Linked DNA regions of Xenopus laevis: region 1 is linked to region 2. A link is a contact called in public Hi-C data. All regions are on one chromosome and are shown on one strand. The core of a region is the stretch at or near the end of the contact, and the rest is flanking DNA. Distances in the headings are between cores, read along the strand shown.

Region 1 (3,205 bases), core at 265-2,764, 66 kb before region 2:
CACACAATAATTTCGAAGGATTGGTCGGACTTCCCTAAAATCGGTCGTTCGGCAAGAAGAATCGTTGCGTCTATGGGGAGCTTTACTTGTGCTTTCTCCTCAATGAATTTTATTTAAAGGTACTTGCATTAAAATGAGCTCTTAGTACCTCTGTATAGATGTGCTCAGTGCCGCTCAGTCGCTCCTGCTCTCCGTTCACAATCAGTTGCTGCTACACATATTGATGCAGGGTAATCCTGGAGCTACTGCCACCTCCTGTCTGGACAGTAGCTCCAAGGGTACTTTTGCGACGTGCGTAATTAAACGCAAAACACTTGCGCCGAAAGAATCAGCAGCAGACATAACTTTCATTGCAGTAGGCACAGTACAATAGCATCAAGAGAATCATCCATTTGCATCCACAATGAAGATGGAATTCTGGTGGAAATGTTGCATTGTGGGAAAAGGAATGGTGATTGTGCTCAAAACGCGCTTTGCATCAATGTTAGTGAATGCACCCTAATATATATAGTTTGGTGGTGCAGTCGGATGGATGTGAAGGTGAACTGCGGGACCTTACCAGTCACTATAAAAGACAAGGGGTTTGTTCAAATACCAAGAATATCATATTACAAATTATGAGAGGAAGATAATTACAGCAGCAACAGAGATGAAAAACAAATGTCACATTAAAACAGTGGAGGCCTGCCCTCTGCTGGACGTTCTAATCAGTTTCTGTGCACAGTATATATTCAGGATTGTTACAACATAATTATAAAAAATAGGATCAGGAATATGCTTGCAAAAGCCTCCAGTCTAGGGCTGCACTGAATATTTAAACTGAGGCCTGAATCCTCCACAGCATATTATCTGAGATGAGCAAACTCATGTTTGTTTGTTGGTATATTTTGCTCTTTATTACTAAGCATTTTTTTTCATGGTTTATGCATTATTAACCTTCCTGTTCCACCTCATTCTGGCCTGGGACTGACAATGCAAACAAATTGACGGCAAGGGGTTCGTTTTTCTGTTAATATTGTTTGTTATTGATTTTATTTATGTTTAAAGGAGAAGGAAAGGCTTGCAGCACTTGGGGGTGCCAAATGTTAGACACCCCCAAGTGATTGTATTGACTTACCTAAAACCCCGGCCCGGAGTTATACCAGTGAGCACCACGGAGTGGTCCACTTCCGTCTTCTTTCTTCAAATTTCCCGGGGAAAACGCATGTGCAGTTGAACGAAATAGCTGACTTTTTAGTTAAAGTTCGGATTTTCGTCCTACTGAAGGAGAAGGACGGAAGAAGATCGCTCCGTGGTGCTCACTGGTATAACCCCGTGCCTGCTGATAGGAGCACCGGCCCAGGGTTTCAGGTAAGTCAATACCACGGCTGGCCCAAGGGGTAGGCAAAGTAGGCACGTGCCTAGTGCCCAAAGCATGGGGGGGGGGGTGCCAGGCACGTCCGGTCCCCTCTCTGGCCGACTCTGCGCTTTCTACTTCTTTTTTGAAGTATTGACCAGGGCCGGGCTGCGCCGAAAAGGCGCCCTAGGCATGCCGGACGGTTTCGGTACCGGCTTATCGCTCCTGTGCATGCGCGAATTGTCGCAGGAGCGATAAGCAGCCCGGCCCTGGTCAATACAATCACTTGGGGGTGCCTAACATTTGGCACCCCCAAGTACTGCCAGCATTTCCTTCTCCTTTAAAGTCACTGCTATTCAGATTACATGCATATTATTGCCAATTTACTAACAGGCGCAGGCACCAATTCGCTAGCGAAACAGACTGGCGATATCTGTCATTCGCACTCTATCACCAGGCGACTTTTCGCTCTGGCGTATGGTCGTTACTCCGCAAATTCACTAAAGTGCGAAATTTATTGAACGTTACCTCTTTCCCAGAGTTGTCTTCACAACCTCGGACCAGACGAAGTGCATTAAATTACCTAGATCTATCTCTATCTTCTGTCACTTACGTTATATTCTGTGAGCCGAAAATGCATAAAAGTCCAAAAGTCCAAAACACGCTGGCATCTTTTCCTTTTTTCAGCCTGATTGCCTGCCAAGGACCTAACTTAAACTTTTTTTGGGTAACCGGTTTTCCCCATACATATGGAACATTAATTTTACAGTGGGCACATGCGTAGGCCATTAGAATAACTCTATTGCCTTTATTAAGATTCCCTGGACATGTGTTGTAAAAAGTGTCATTTGTAAGTATATGCATCAACATTTAACATGACGTACATACAACTTTTATTTCCTGCCCTATGCAAATTGACCTGAGCACAAGATCCCTAGAGATTTGCTAGCGCATCTCCACTATCAAATGCTCACATTGCCGAAGTAACGCTAGCGAAAAGTCGTCAGCGTTCGTTGACCATGATGAAACTCCGCATTTTAGTGAATTGGCGTAGTCTGAGTGCAAAGTGTTGCAATAGGTGCGAATCAGTTGCTGGCCACAATTCGCCCTTTAGTAAGTCTGCCCCTTGGTTAGAAGGCGCAGCTTCAATCTGCCGATGTATGGGCAGCTTTAGTGAAACAGTGGGCCTCATCAAAATGCCAAGTGTGGCAACTGATTGGAAGCAGTACCTAGATGTGCTCACAGAAGTCACAAGAAACCCAGATTTAATGTGCAGATGTATCAGTTGAGATCTGCTGGGAACTATGAACTTCCAGCACAGTCACATAGTAGCACAGTAGAGTCAAAAGCAAGACTAAAACGACCAACATGCCCAACCCTAAGGGGCCGATTCACTAAGCTCGAGTGAAGGATTCGAATGAAAAAAATCCGAATTTCGAAGTATTTTTTTGGTACTTCGACCATCGAATTGGTTAAATTCGTTCGAATACGAACGAAATCGAACGAATCGAACTAAAAATCGTTCGACTATTCGACCATTCGATAGTCGAAGTACTTTCCCTTTAAAAAAAACTTCGACCCCCTACTTCGGCAGGTAAAACCTACCGAAGTCAATGTTAGCCTATGGGGAAGGTCCCCATAGGTTTGCTAACCTTTTTTTGATCGAAGGATTTTCCTTCGATCGTTGGATTAAAATCCTTCGAATCGTTCGATTCGAAGGATTTAATCGTTCGATCGATCGAACGAACGTTTAGCGCTAAATCCTTCGACTTCGATATTCGAAGTCGAAGGATTTCAATTCGAGGGTCGAATTTCGAAGTATTTTTTACTTCGAAATTCGACCCTTAGTGAATCTGCCCCTAAGTGTAT
Region 2 (3,297 bases), core at 619-3,118:
CCCCCCCCCCCCCCCCCGGGATCTCTCTAACGTAACCTACCCCAGAGACAATGTGACCGCCCAATCCAAAGCCCCTTTCACTAACCCCCTCCCCAGTCTCACAGCACACACAGGGGAATGTGATTATTCACACAACATCTGTAGAGGTGAGTTTTTGTCTGGTGGGGCTCTGCTGGGAATATGGGGGGGGTACTTATCTCTTAATAGAGAGCTCTATGGAGTTGGGTGTTTGTTCATTTAAACTCACGGGTCATCATCTGCTTATAGCTTTATGTACTTTTCTTTAATCAACAACAAGAGTTTTCATTTGTCATTTCCAGTGAACCAGCATTATCCGCAGTTTACTCTCCCTGTCTGCGTTTGTTTCCTCTCTGTGCTCCAGTTTCCTTAAAAACTAACAGGCAGGTTCAATGGTTTCCGATAAAAATTACCCCCATCGTGTGACTATGACTGTAAGCTCACTGGGGCAGGGAAAGACGGATACAAAGAACAACCTCTGTAAAGTTCAGTCGAATATGTCAGCGCTATTAAAAACAAAAGGGTACGCACCTTTTGTTTTTACATAGATCCTCAGGTGTCGAACCCTGATGGAAATAGGAATATTCTTACAAATCTGAATTCTGTTTCACAGAGCTGAGAGAGACGGGGGACTTTATTTTTCTCCATTTCTCCTGGTCTTAGTTTCCACCATTCTTCCATGATGGTTATTACATCCAGACTCGCTGGCGCTTTCTCATGTTAATGTTACAGTGGGTTTTTTTTCTCCTTCAACTGTTTTCCTTCAATTAGACCAAAGTAGTTGACCTCATGTTTCTTTACTGGGAAAGTGTTGTTACAGTTGTATGGTTGGTCCTGCTTTTCTAGTTTATCTGCAAGCCAACGCTGTCTGCAGAGCACCCTGATATATATGTATGTCTTTATAGCAACCAGGTAAACTACAGCACAGATATACATTACAGGAATAAGAATAAAAAAAATAGCATTTAGAATATCATTTTATAACTGTGTTTTCTCAAAGACACATACCAGCTATTGCAGTTTCTTTTCACAAATGTCTAATTTAAAGATTTGTTATAGTGGGTTTCACCCACATAACCAGTTCTGTTTGAATGTGTCACATTTTATAAGAAAATCAAGTAGGTTTGAAACACACCTTAGTTATTTAAATAGTGCCGGTCCCTGCCCCCAGTGGAGCTTACAACCTTATGGGAGTTAACCCATGCAGACACAGATAGAACCTAGGCCCCCAGCACTACAAAACAGCAATGCTAAAACAATGTACCACCATACTAAGGAAAGTCTGACTTAAAGGCGAAGGAAAGCTACCGAAGCAGTTTATTGCCAATAGATTATCCACAATAGTGCAAGCAATAACACTATTTATCCTGCCCCAGCCCCATTCTCTCCCTGCTCAATCATAGCTCTGGGCTCAGATTACAGCAGGGTGGGGGAAGGGGGAAAAGGGAGGGGACAGGGAGTGAGAAGCAAACTGAGCATGCTCAAGCCCTAGCCCTGGAGGTTTAAGCTGAAAACAGGAAGAATGAAACAGAAGCCCATGTTTACACAATAGAAGGAACGAAATGCTGTGTTTCTTTTGACAGAGGACTCAGAGCAGCATTACTCTGAGGTTTTACTGGTATATTTATATAGACCTTTCTGATAAAGCTTGCCTAATTTTAGCCTTTCCTTCTCCTTTAAACATCTTGTTCTTTCTCTCTTCAATGCTTTACCTTAGGTTGAATTGCACATTTGTTTAGGCACTGGCAGAAGTAACCATGGGACCAAAAGTGATCTAGACAACTGCTGGACCAGTACAAGCTGTGGTTTCTTTACACTTGAGCATTTGCATCATTGGTTTCTCTTTGGATAAGAATCAGCGGGCGCCATAAACATGAATTGTAGTAATACTTCTCGTCTCAGGAGTCTTTTGACTCAGCTTCTTCAGGAACTTGGCAAGACCAACAGCACAGTTCCCCCAATGGAAGAAGATGATAACGATGATGCTTACTTGTACATTCTACTCATCATGATCTTCTATGGCTGCCTGGCCGGGGGTCTTATACTGGCTTATACCAGATCCAGAAAGCAAGAGTCCAAAAACGACCCTTATCACCTCTACATTGAAAGGGAATGGAATAAGAACAAGAACACACCCAATATAGTGGTGTATGAGCAAAGGGGAAGTATTGAAAGTGAAAACTTACTTTGAAAAGGTTCACTCGCATCAGAGATCCAATAAGAGATATGAAGGCCAGCGAGTAGCATGCTGCCACTCTGTAAAGAAGGGAACTCATGAACTTTTGGCTTAAGGAAATGCTCTTTTATGCTCTAGATATCAAATATAATGCATAATTGAAGGACGGAAATGCAATTGGGACAATACCCATTATAAGCTATAGCATAATACTAGAGACTATCAGCGTCTTATAGTGGAGAGGAGGTCTCACAGCCGCACCAGTTATCAGCTTACTGGGAATGGCCGCCCTATGGAATATAGAATATGGTTACAGTAAAAAAGTGACAATGAACTCTTATCTGCTATATATACTGTAGGGTCTGTTGGGAGCCTGGGATACATATTCTCCTTATTCGCGTACAAACCATAATTCAACTGCTTCTAGTGAATGTAATCATCAATATGGTGGGGGGGGGGGTCCAGGCTATATAAAAAGCCAAAATGTTTTGGAAGAATTTGTGATCAAATGATGCCAATTTAACCAAATTCCAGGGTCTGTTTTGTTTATAGTGAGGTTCTATAACAGGAACTATATGTAGTGGTTCTGTAAATAAAACATATTGTCATTGAGGTTTCTCAACATGGCACCTGAATGTATCTGACTATTTTCATATTTTCTATGCGTGTGAGGTAAATGCTGTCCACATTGCAGAAATCATGGCCTCTGGTGGTAAAAACGATCGAGCCTTATTGGGTGAATTTACTCAATAAAGGGTTGTAGTTAAAAAGTACTGCTCTTTGACTCTGCTTTCACTCTTTTTTTTTTTACTCTGTCACAATATTTATGGTGTAGTTTTTATTTCTAAATTACACTGTTTACACTGCAAATAATTCACTCTACAATATAACCTTGTATTCCTGAACCAGAAAGTGTATTTTTTTATAATATAGGTGTGTATTCAGCCATCTCAGGTCATTTTGCCTGGTCATGTGCTTTCAGGAAGAGCCAGCACTTTAGGACGGAACTGCTTTCTGGCAGGCTGTTGTTTCTCCTACTCAATATAACTGAATGTAATGCAGTGTGACCTGGATTTTACTATTGAGTGCTGTTCTTAGATCTA

Evidence for each region. A called contact is a pair of places that touch in the nucleus more often than the background predicts.
Region 1: a contact with region 2 is called in a Hi-C map of animal cap, with 5 times the contacts expected there. The contact joins the enhancer-like site here to the promoter of kcne5.L in region 2. A contact is called at or near these places in 3 of 4 Hi-C or Micro-C datasets (the XL177 cell line, the XTC cell line and animal cap).

Annotation. Positions count from the first base shown.
Region 1 is chr8L:42,591,535-42,594,739 of Xenopus_laevis_v10.1, reverse strand. No RefSeq gene overlaps it. Among protein-coding and RNA genes, the nearest start is that of acsl4.L, 18 kb to the right of the region's middle. Within about 2 kb of position 1,514, at least 1 of the 7 cell types and tissues checked has an H3K27ac peak or open chromatin away from gene starts, as enhancers often do.
Region 2 is chr8L:42,525,327-42,528,623 of Xenopus_laevis_v10.1, reverse strand. kcne5.L (potassium channel, voltage gated subfamily E regulatory beta subunit 5 L homeolog) reads left to right here and starts at 1,868. Exons shown (of 1, transcript NM_001088875.1): 1 at 1,868-2,209. The coding sequence starts at 1,892. The coding sequence ends at 2,209.